Regions from separate parts of the Danio rerio genome. Here region 1 is linked to region 2. The links are chromatin contacts, called in public HiChIP or PLAC-seq maps. All regions are on one chromosome and are shown on one strand. Each heading gives the region's core, a stretch centred on a gene start, on an enhancer-like site or on the middle of the called end of the contact. The rest is flanking DNA. Distances are from core to core; before and after follow the strand shown. Region 1 holds the start of znf76 (zinc finger protein 76). Region 2 holds the start of srsf3b (serine and arginine rich splicing factor 3b).

Evidence for each region. HiChIP or PLAC-seq counts read pairs in DNA pulled down with a chosen protein or histone mark.
Region 1: an H3K4me3 HiChIP or PLAC-seq map of gastrula embryo shows a contact between it and region 2, with 2.4 times the contacts expected there. The contact joins the promoter of znf76 here to the promoter of srsf3b in region 2. A contact is called at or near these places in 2 of 4 datasets of contacts at active chromatin or transcription factors (embryo and gastrula embryo).

What each region holds. Positions count from the first base shown.
Region 1 is chr22:755,682-759,752 of GRCz12tu, forward strand. It overlaps znf76 (zinc finger protein 76), which reads left to right and starts at 1,469. Exons shown (of 13, transcript NM_001077610.1): 1 at 1,469-1,488.
Region 2 is chr22:639,331-643,351 of GRCz12tu, forward strand. It overlaps srsf3b (serine and arginine rich splicing factor 3b), which reads right to left and starts at 2,316. Exons shown (of 7, transcript NM_001309473.1): 1 at 2,290-2,316; 2 at 1,977-2,036.

The sequences.
Region 1 (4,071 bases), core at 219-2,718, 120 kb after region 2:
GTTTTTAGCAGTTCACGTATAGACACACATAGTTAGATGTAAATAATGTCTGTATGTGTGTACCATTGCACTTGCAGAGCTGAGACAAGATTAATGTGCATTATTTTCTCTTTTAGTCTACATAAATAAATAAAATACAATAAATGGGAAATTTAATAAATAATAAAAATGATTCTTGTTAACTTCCGGCCACAACCATATCCAATTTAGCAACAATTACCAGTTTTTAATTTATCGATCATTGTTTGTAATTTCCTGACAATAAATGTAAATGTTTGTAATTATTTATTGCCGTTTATTAGTATTTAGGTGACTTCCAAAAGTTGATTTCGAGGAAGAAAATGAAAGCAGAAAGAGCATTGAATAATACCACTATTTTTTAAATCAATATTTGGTATTCAATAACATATCCGCTTTAAATGCTGACTTTTTAATGTTGTTATATTTATAAACCTAAAACAACAACACCAACATGACTGTGTGTTTATATCAGCGCACACTCTGGACCTGAACACAGTTTTCTGTTGTTGTTTTCACAAATAATCTTCACCCAGACATTGTTTTTCCCTTAAACATATTGTTTTTGGCCTTTATGAATATACCAAAGGAGACAACTGATTTTATGTCATGAATTACAATTTTACTTTAGGAAAATGTTGTATTTATAAATGCAAATACACTAATAATTAGCCATTTTTATCTGATTTTATTTGTAAAATTAAACATAAATATATCTATTAAAGTCTATTAAAACAAAATAAAAATCCAAAAATTGTAAAGCTAAAATAACTTTTAATGTATGTCAAAAATATGATATTAATAACTGGCGATTATTATTGATTTATTATGGTCACTGTGCTTGGATTTGTGCTATTTTGTGTATTTGTGTTTTCATTTACATTTTAAGCCCCTGTTTAGTTTAGTTTTCTAAACTTTTCTTAATAAAAATTAATTCATATATTTATAATAATAATAATAATATTTATATATATATATATATATATATATATATATATATATATATATATATATATATATATATTAATTCATATATTTATAATAATAATAATAATAATAATATATATATATATATATATATATATATATATATATATATATATATATATATATATATATATATATATATATAATTGTTATATTTATTATACAATAAATATATATTAAAATAATTTAGTTTATTCTATAACATTATTTAATATTATAATATTTATTAATATAATGAATTAATTAATTAAAACAATTTATTAAGGGCATCCGCTGCGTAAAACGTGCTGGAATAGTTGGCGGTACATTCCGCTGTGGCGACCCCTGAGGAACAAAGGGACTAAGCCAAAGGTGAATAAATGAATGAATACAAATCATCGCGCGCCCCCTGCTGGAGGACTTGACACACTGCGGCGGCTCTGCTGATCGGCGGCTCCGCGTGCACGTGAGTCCACCGCAGTGCATGTTGGGCCGCTGGCGGTGGTGAGTATCCCAGCCTGCGCTGCTGCTGCTCCACAGAGAATGATGGGATAGTGGAGGACACACAGCAGATTCTGCACACACTCTCTCTCACACACACACACTTCATTTACACCATTCTCTATCTCTGTTCTTCTGTGTGTGTGTTTAGGCGCGCGCGCGTGAATGTGTCAAATGCGAGGCCGCGGCCGCGCGCGTTCCGCGTTCAGCACTGAAGAGGGTTTAATTTGTTTAAACAACACACATATTCCCATCACAGCTCATTTACACGCTGTCCCTGAGCTCCTCAAACACACCACTGCAGTATTAGTGGGAGCTACATGAACACAACATGGCAGTTTTGAGTATTTTCCCGCTGCAGCGTCTTAAATGCTTCTTTTAAAATGTATTTTTGTGGTTAATTAAAGATAGAAATGTTGGCTAGAGCTGTAATGTGCAACTGTTTCTCAATAGGAAAGTGTTTAAATTGTAAGTGTTAACTGTTATGAGGTTGTTAATGGATTGTGTCTGCTTTTGGTAAACACACATATGTTCACATAAGTTTAATTTTTAGTACATGGTTAAGGCCCCGTCCACACGTATGTTGTTGATAACCGGACGTTTCCCTACGTGGTTTGTATCGGTCACTGAAACATCACTTAATAACTCTGAAACATTACTTAGCGAACTCTTGCCAGTGTGGAGTGTCGTCATGTAGCTGTTTTGAATTGTTACGTTGTTTTCGCTGTTTTCTTTACACGTTTACTTGATTCGTTAACCTTCTGGAACTTGTGCGGAAAATCCAATTGACGCGAATTCCACAAGATTACGACAAGCATTCTGCATCGCTTCACAATGAGGTCTGGCGGAAGCTTACCTGTATTTGTGCGTTTAAATGTACTTTCTACGTTATCTTTGTATGCTAATATTCTTCCAGAACCAATAATAATGTAATTCGACAATAAAAAAGAAGCACAGGTAGTAATAACGTTTTTTCAGGCTTCTGATTGGCTGACTTCACAGTGAACTGTATTGAGTCGGAAATGTTTGCACTTTAAAAATAAATATGACCTACACGTTGAGTTATTTGCATTTACAAACTGCCTCTGAAACTTTTATTCGCATTAAAAACAGTCAGACTTGGGTTGATTTTCTCAATTTTTCAAGACAAAAAAACACGTGACAATTTCAGACGCCAGTGTGTTTTTGCAATTTCGTGTGGACGAATGTTGTCACGAAATTGGAATTCGATATCAAACGGTACTAAAATTTTAAAAACGTCTATATTCCACTAACATTTGAGCGCGTTCTTAATCGGCGCTGATTAGCTATTGTGTTCAGGTGCTCTACAGAAATGACTGATTCTCCGTGAAGGTCAACAGTTTACCGAATTCACCGCTGTTTACTAAGTGTAACCATAGATACCATAGGACACTGGAGCGTTTCAAAGTCACGAAGATCAGCTGTTTTGTCTATAAGCTGACATACGAGCGATCCGCTGATGAATCGTGGCTATAAAAGGCTCCAGTGTTCCTGTATCTGTTGCTACATTGAGTAAACAGCGGTGAGTTTGGTGAACTGATGACCTTCACAGCCAATCACAGTCATTTTTGTTGAGAACCTAAACACAATGGCTGCGTCGGAAACCGCTCACTTTCGTACTATATAGTACGCTAAAATCAGTATGCGAGCTGAGTAGTATGTATGAATTCATAGAATTGGAAAATCGGTATGCGAGAAATACCCGGATGACTTACTACATCCAGCGAGATTCTGGGGTGCGCATCCCATGCATGCTGCGCTATCCCATAATGCCCCGCGAGCAAATTCATGAATGGAAGCAACGCAATTGATGCAGGTATGTCACGTGACCCTGACAAAATGGCGGATGTAGTACGTCCGAATTCTAGTCACACTTTTCACGTTCATACTTTATAGAACACACTTTTGTAACGGCCGAACAGTACGTGTAAATTCAAATGCCGTACCTACTGAGTAGTAGGCGGTTTCAGACACAGCCAATGGCTAATCGGCGCTGATTAAAAACGCGCTCAAATGTTAGCGGAAAATGGTTGTTTTTAAAATTTTTGTATCGATTGGTACCGAATTCCAGTATCATGACAACACTACTGTGAACACAATTTGTTTATTACATAAAAGAGAAAAACTCATACCAGTATGTGTGTAGACTACCCCAAACAGCTGAATTTGTGCTGAAGAACTACATTACCCATGATGCTGTGCCGAAAGGCCACCAATCAGAGGGCTGAAATGAGCAAACGCCCTAAAAGAAATCTTTAGCTCCGCTCCTCCATAGTAGCACAGCCGATGACACAGTCCAACATTTACGCTAGGTCCACGCCAGACATGAAGAATCGCGTCACTAGATTATTCACAGCATGTTTTTTTGACATTGCAAGTTTAAAAATTAGTATTTTTTGAACTTGAGCGAAAAACGCATTTTAAAATTCCTTACGGCCAGTGGTGTAGTGGTTAGTGTGTCGACATGTGCACTGCGGTGCTCTCGGCGACTCGAGTTCGCTTCCCGCCTTGCGGTCCTATGCCGATCCCATGCTTCCCCGTCAATACTTTCTACTGTCCTGTCCA
Region 2 (4,021 bases), core at 1,066-3,565:
ATATCTAGCTTTTGTTCGCTGCTTAAAATGGCGTTCGAGAGTGACTGGTAAAACATCACTAAAACAATACATATTAAACATGTCTGCTTCACATGCAATAAGTATGCTTAAGTATAACATAATTGATATGAATAGTGGACTAAAGCATCGCTAATTAAGGGTTTGCAGCAAGAGGCTAACCGCTAATGTGGGTCAATAGTAAAATGGCGTCTGGAGGAAAAGCACAATTATGTTAAAAACGCAAACGCGTTACTTAATAGTGATCAAGAAAATACCACAAACGGCTCGTTTGGAAACATTATTTCGTAATGGAAGAGAAAAAACACAACTCACCGTAATTATCGCGTATTTCTGGCCGTGTGTGTGTGTTTGATTCCTGGCACGGGTCTGCTCCGAAATGGCGCAGCGCGGAAACGCGGACGTACTGACGTGTATTACGTCATGATGGACGCAGAGTAGGCGGGGCTTCAGTTTATGCACATTTATTAGTGCGAGAGAAAACCTGAAACGACGAATAAATGATCATACATTCCCTAAAATCAAATACAAGGAAAACTTACAAATCTGTACTGATAGATTAACAGACCCAGTCACAGGAATTCCAGGCATATACATGCCAATATTAAAGAATTTCAAAAAGATTATCAGATTATCAATAGGGTATATGCCGAGCTATTGTGTTTCCCACATTGATAAACTTCCGGTGATCTGTTATTGTGTTTTTTTTTTCATTTTATTTGGTTCCTTTTACAGCGTCGATGTTGTAATGTCATTAAAATACAATCAGTTAAACAGACTTTGGCTTTCATTTAGTTGCTCAAGCATAAAACGAGACAAAAAGCCGTCTACTCGCACACACACAGGCTAGCGCAGAAGCTCCATTAAATACATGGATAAAATAAATGCTCTGATTATAAAGACATGGTGGGGGAAAATGTCATTTAATGCGGTGCTTTTTGTACAATCTGAGACCCACTTTATATCAGATATCACTCAGCCAGTGGAGATCGCTGATTTTTAAAGAAAACACACCTTAAACGCGCGGTTTTGCAATGGCATTCAGTTCACCGGAAGCGATTAACCCAGTTAACTGGCAAATTAAAAGTCCTATTAGCATGCTTTGGCATTTACCCCATTTATTCTAGGAATAACTGCATTATAAAATGGTTTACATGGGTGGCAGAATAATGCCCTGAGAGGGTGGTAATGTGTCAGGATTCAGCATTATCATCTTTAATTACTCAGAGATCACCCAGAGAAGATTTAATTCATGAGGTATTCACACGTTTGTACCCTATAGATCAGTGGTTCTCAAACTTTTTTCACCAAGTACCACCTTAGAAAAAAATCGCCTCTCCAAGTACCACCTTACGACGCTATTTTTTAACCAGTATTAAAAAATAGCGTCGTAAGCCTAATTAAGCAGCTACAGGTGTGTACAGTTTTAAAACGATGCAGATTACTTCCTATTAGTAAGAATATGTTTTATTGTCAGTCACTTTAAACATTTGAAATAGTCTGAACATTAACTGTGCTTGTGAAATTAAAAGTTCTTGTGAAATCTTTTTTGTACTTGTAACCGGTGTTCGCACTCTCTGCGTTGTGTACAATTATGAGACAGGCCACTGGTACTGCTGATGGTGGGTTTATTGTCACTCAAGCGTCAGATCAGAGCAAACTGGATGAATCAGAAAACAGCACAGTAAGTTGATATGATTTCGTTTGTAAATTTCCCCACCTCTCCTCAGCGCGCTCAATGCGGTCTGAGCAAACATAACAATAACATCATACCCAATTAAAACTGGGTAAACAGATCACAAAAGTACAAAAAGTAAATAAATAAAAATAACAAATGATTACATTTCCATACATTGTGATATTAATTAATCTTCCCCTATCTAACTTTATATTAGAAATTAATGTAATTGCGAAACAAATGTAAACACAAAGAAGCATAAATGTACATAAAACAATACCTGGATGAATCAGAAAACAGCACAGTAAGTTGATATGATTTCGTTTGTAAATTTCCCCACCTAACAAATAAATAGCAGTTACAAAGTGTTAGAAGGTCATTCGAAATCACTGTGTCCAGTATACATACTTATACACACATACTCAATCAACTGTGCTCAGTAAAGTGATTAATTTTATCCATCCACATGAAGAAAAGTACTTCCTAGTTAATATAGAACACTCTTACAAACAATACAATCGCATATTTAAAGCTTATTTAAAGTTCTGACAACTTTTAGAACGATTCTCCTTGGAGCACCATTAAAAGCTCACCTCTCCTCAGCGCGCTCAATGCGGTCTGAGAACCCAGCGCGGCAACCGGAAGTGACGTTGCGCGGCAACCGGAAGTGACGTAGCGCGGCAACCGGAAGTAACGTTGCGCGCAAAACAAATATAAAACTATTTTCATTAAACAACACATATAGAGTAAAAACTAAATTCTAACATATGTCTAAACAAATTGATGCAAAACAAATGCACGAAAATTAAAAAGGAGGGACTATTAGTGAAATGCATTAAATTAATACTCTTATTATCACCCGTCACATTCACCCCTCCTGAATTTCACTAATATCCTGACCGAGATGACATCGATCTATCATAACCAGATTTTTAGCAAATCTTATTCGCAGTTCAACATTGCAAGTTACCCACTTAACGGGTTAAGAAAAGCCCAAGGTTGATCAAGTCCTAGACATTCTTAGAACAATATGCTGCCTTGTACAACATACAATAATCTGGTAAGATTTTAACTGAAATTCTTACGGCGCACATACTTAATTGTTATTTTTGCATCATCACAAAACTGATCTAAAATAAGGAAAGAACTGATCCTGATCTCCTTGTTAAAAGTGAGCCAACCCTCTGAACATAAAATGGCCTTTGCGCCATAGATTCTATCAAGCGGCTAACTTTTTTTACCATTCTACCTGCACGGGTTTTAACACCTTGTGTGTCAGTGGGACAATGTGTTGGTGCGTTAGATATGGTGTTATCATCTGGATCATTTAATGTATGTGGTCGTGGTTCAGAGTTTTTGGCGAAGGACGCAGTTTCTAAATCGGACACCGGATCAGGACTACCCTCATTGACTTCAGTTGCATTAAGGTCTTGTTCACAGAAACTGCCTTCACTTAGATTAGAACAACTGGATCCTATGTCATCATCTTCTTCAGGCTTTTGTCTTTCACTCTCATCCTGTCCATCAAGTATCCATCCTTCCGTTCCATCAAAGTTCTCTTCCTCTTCCAAACTGGATAACTCTGGTGCATGAGACTCTGTTTCCTCATTCTCAGCAGTAGGCTGAGTATCTTCTTCATCTTGAGATTGTTCAATTGGTAAGAAGCTAATATCCAGTATCAGGTTGCGATGCACCACTTTGCATTTTCCATTGTTGTCAACCAGCTTGTATATGTTTGTTTGAAGATTTCTGTCTCTTACAGTATAAACAGTTGGATCCCACTTATCTGCAAGTTTTTTCTTTCCTCGTTCACTCTTGTTTGCAAGAAGCACCCTATCTCCAACGTTCAGACACATGCCCTTGACCTTCCGATTGTAATTCTTAGCCTGCTTTTTCTGCTCCTTCTCTGTGTGTTTCTGCGCAATGCATGCAGCTTCATGAAGGTAAGACATAAGTGTTTTTGCGTAACTGCCATAATCAACAATCACAGGATCATGTAATGCTTGCGCAAATACAACATCAACTGGCAGCTTGGGAATGCGACCAAACATTAACTGGAATGGCGCATAACCCGTGGTCTCATGCACGGTGGAGTTATACGCAAATGTCAAAGTCTGTATATGTTCGGGCCACTTCTGTTTTTCCTTAAGAGGCAAGGAGCGAAGCATATTGCCCAAGGTCCGATTGAATCGCTCTGTTCCTCCGTTCCCCATGGGGTGGTATGCCGTAGTGTGCGACTTCTCAACACCTGCCAGCTTAAGCAACTCTGCGATGAGGGTACTTTCAAAGTTGGTCCCTTGATCTGTATGAATGCGAGATGGAAAA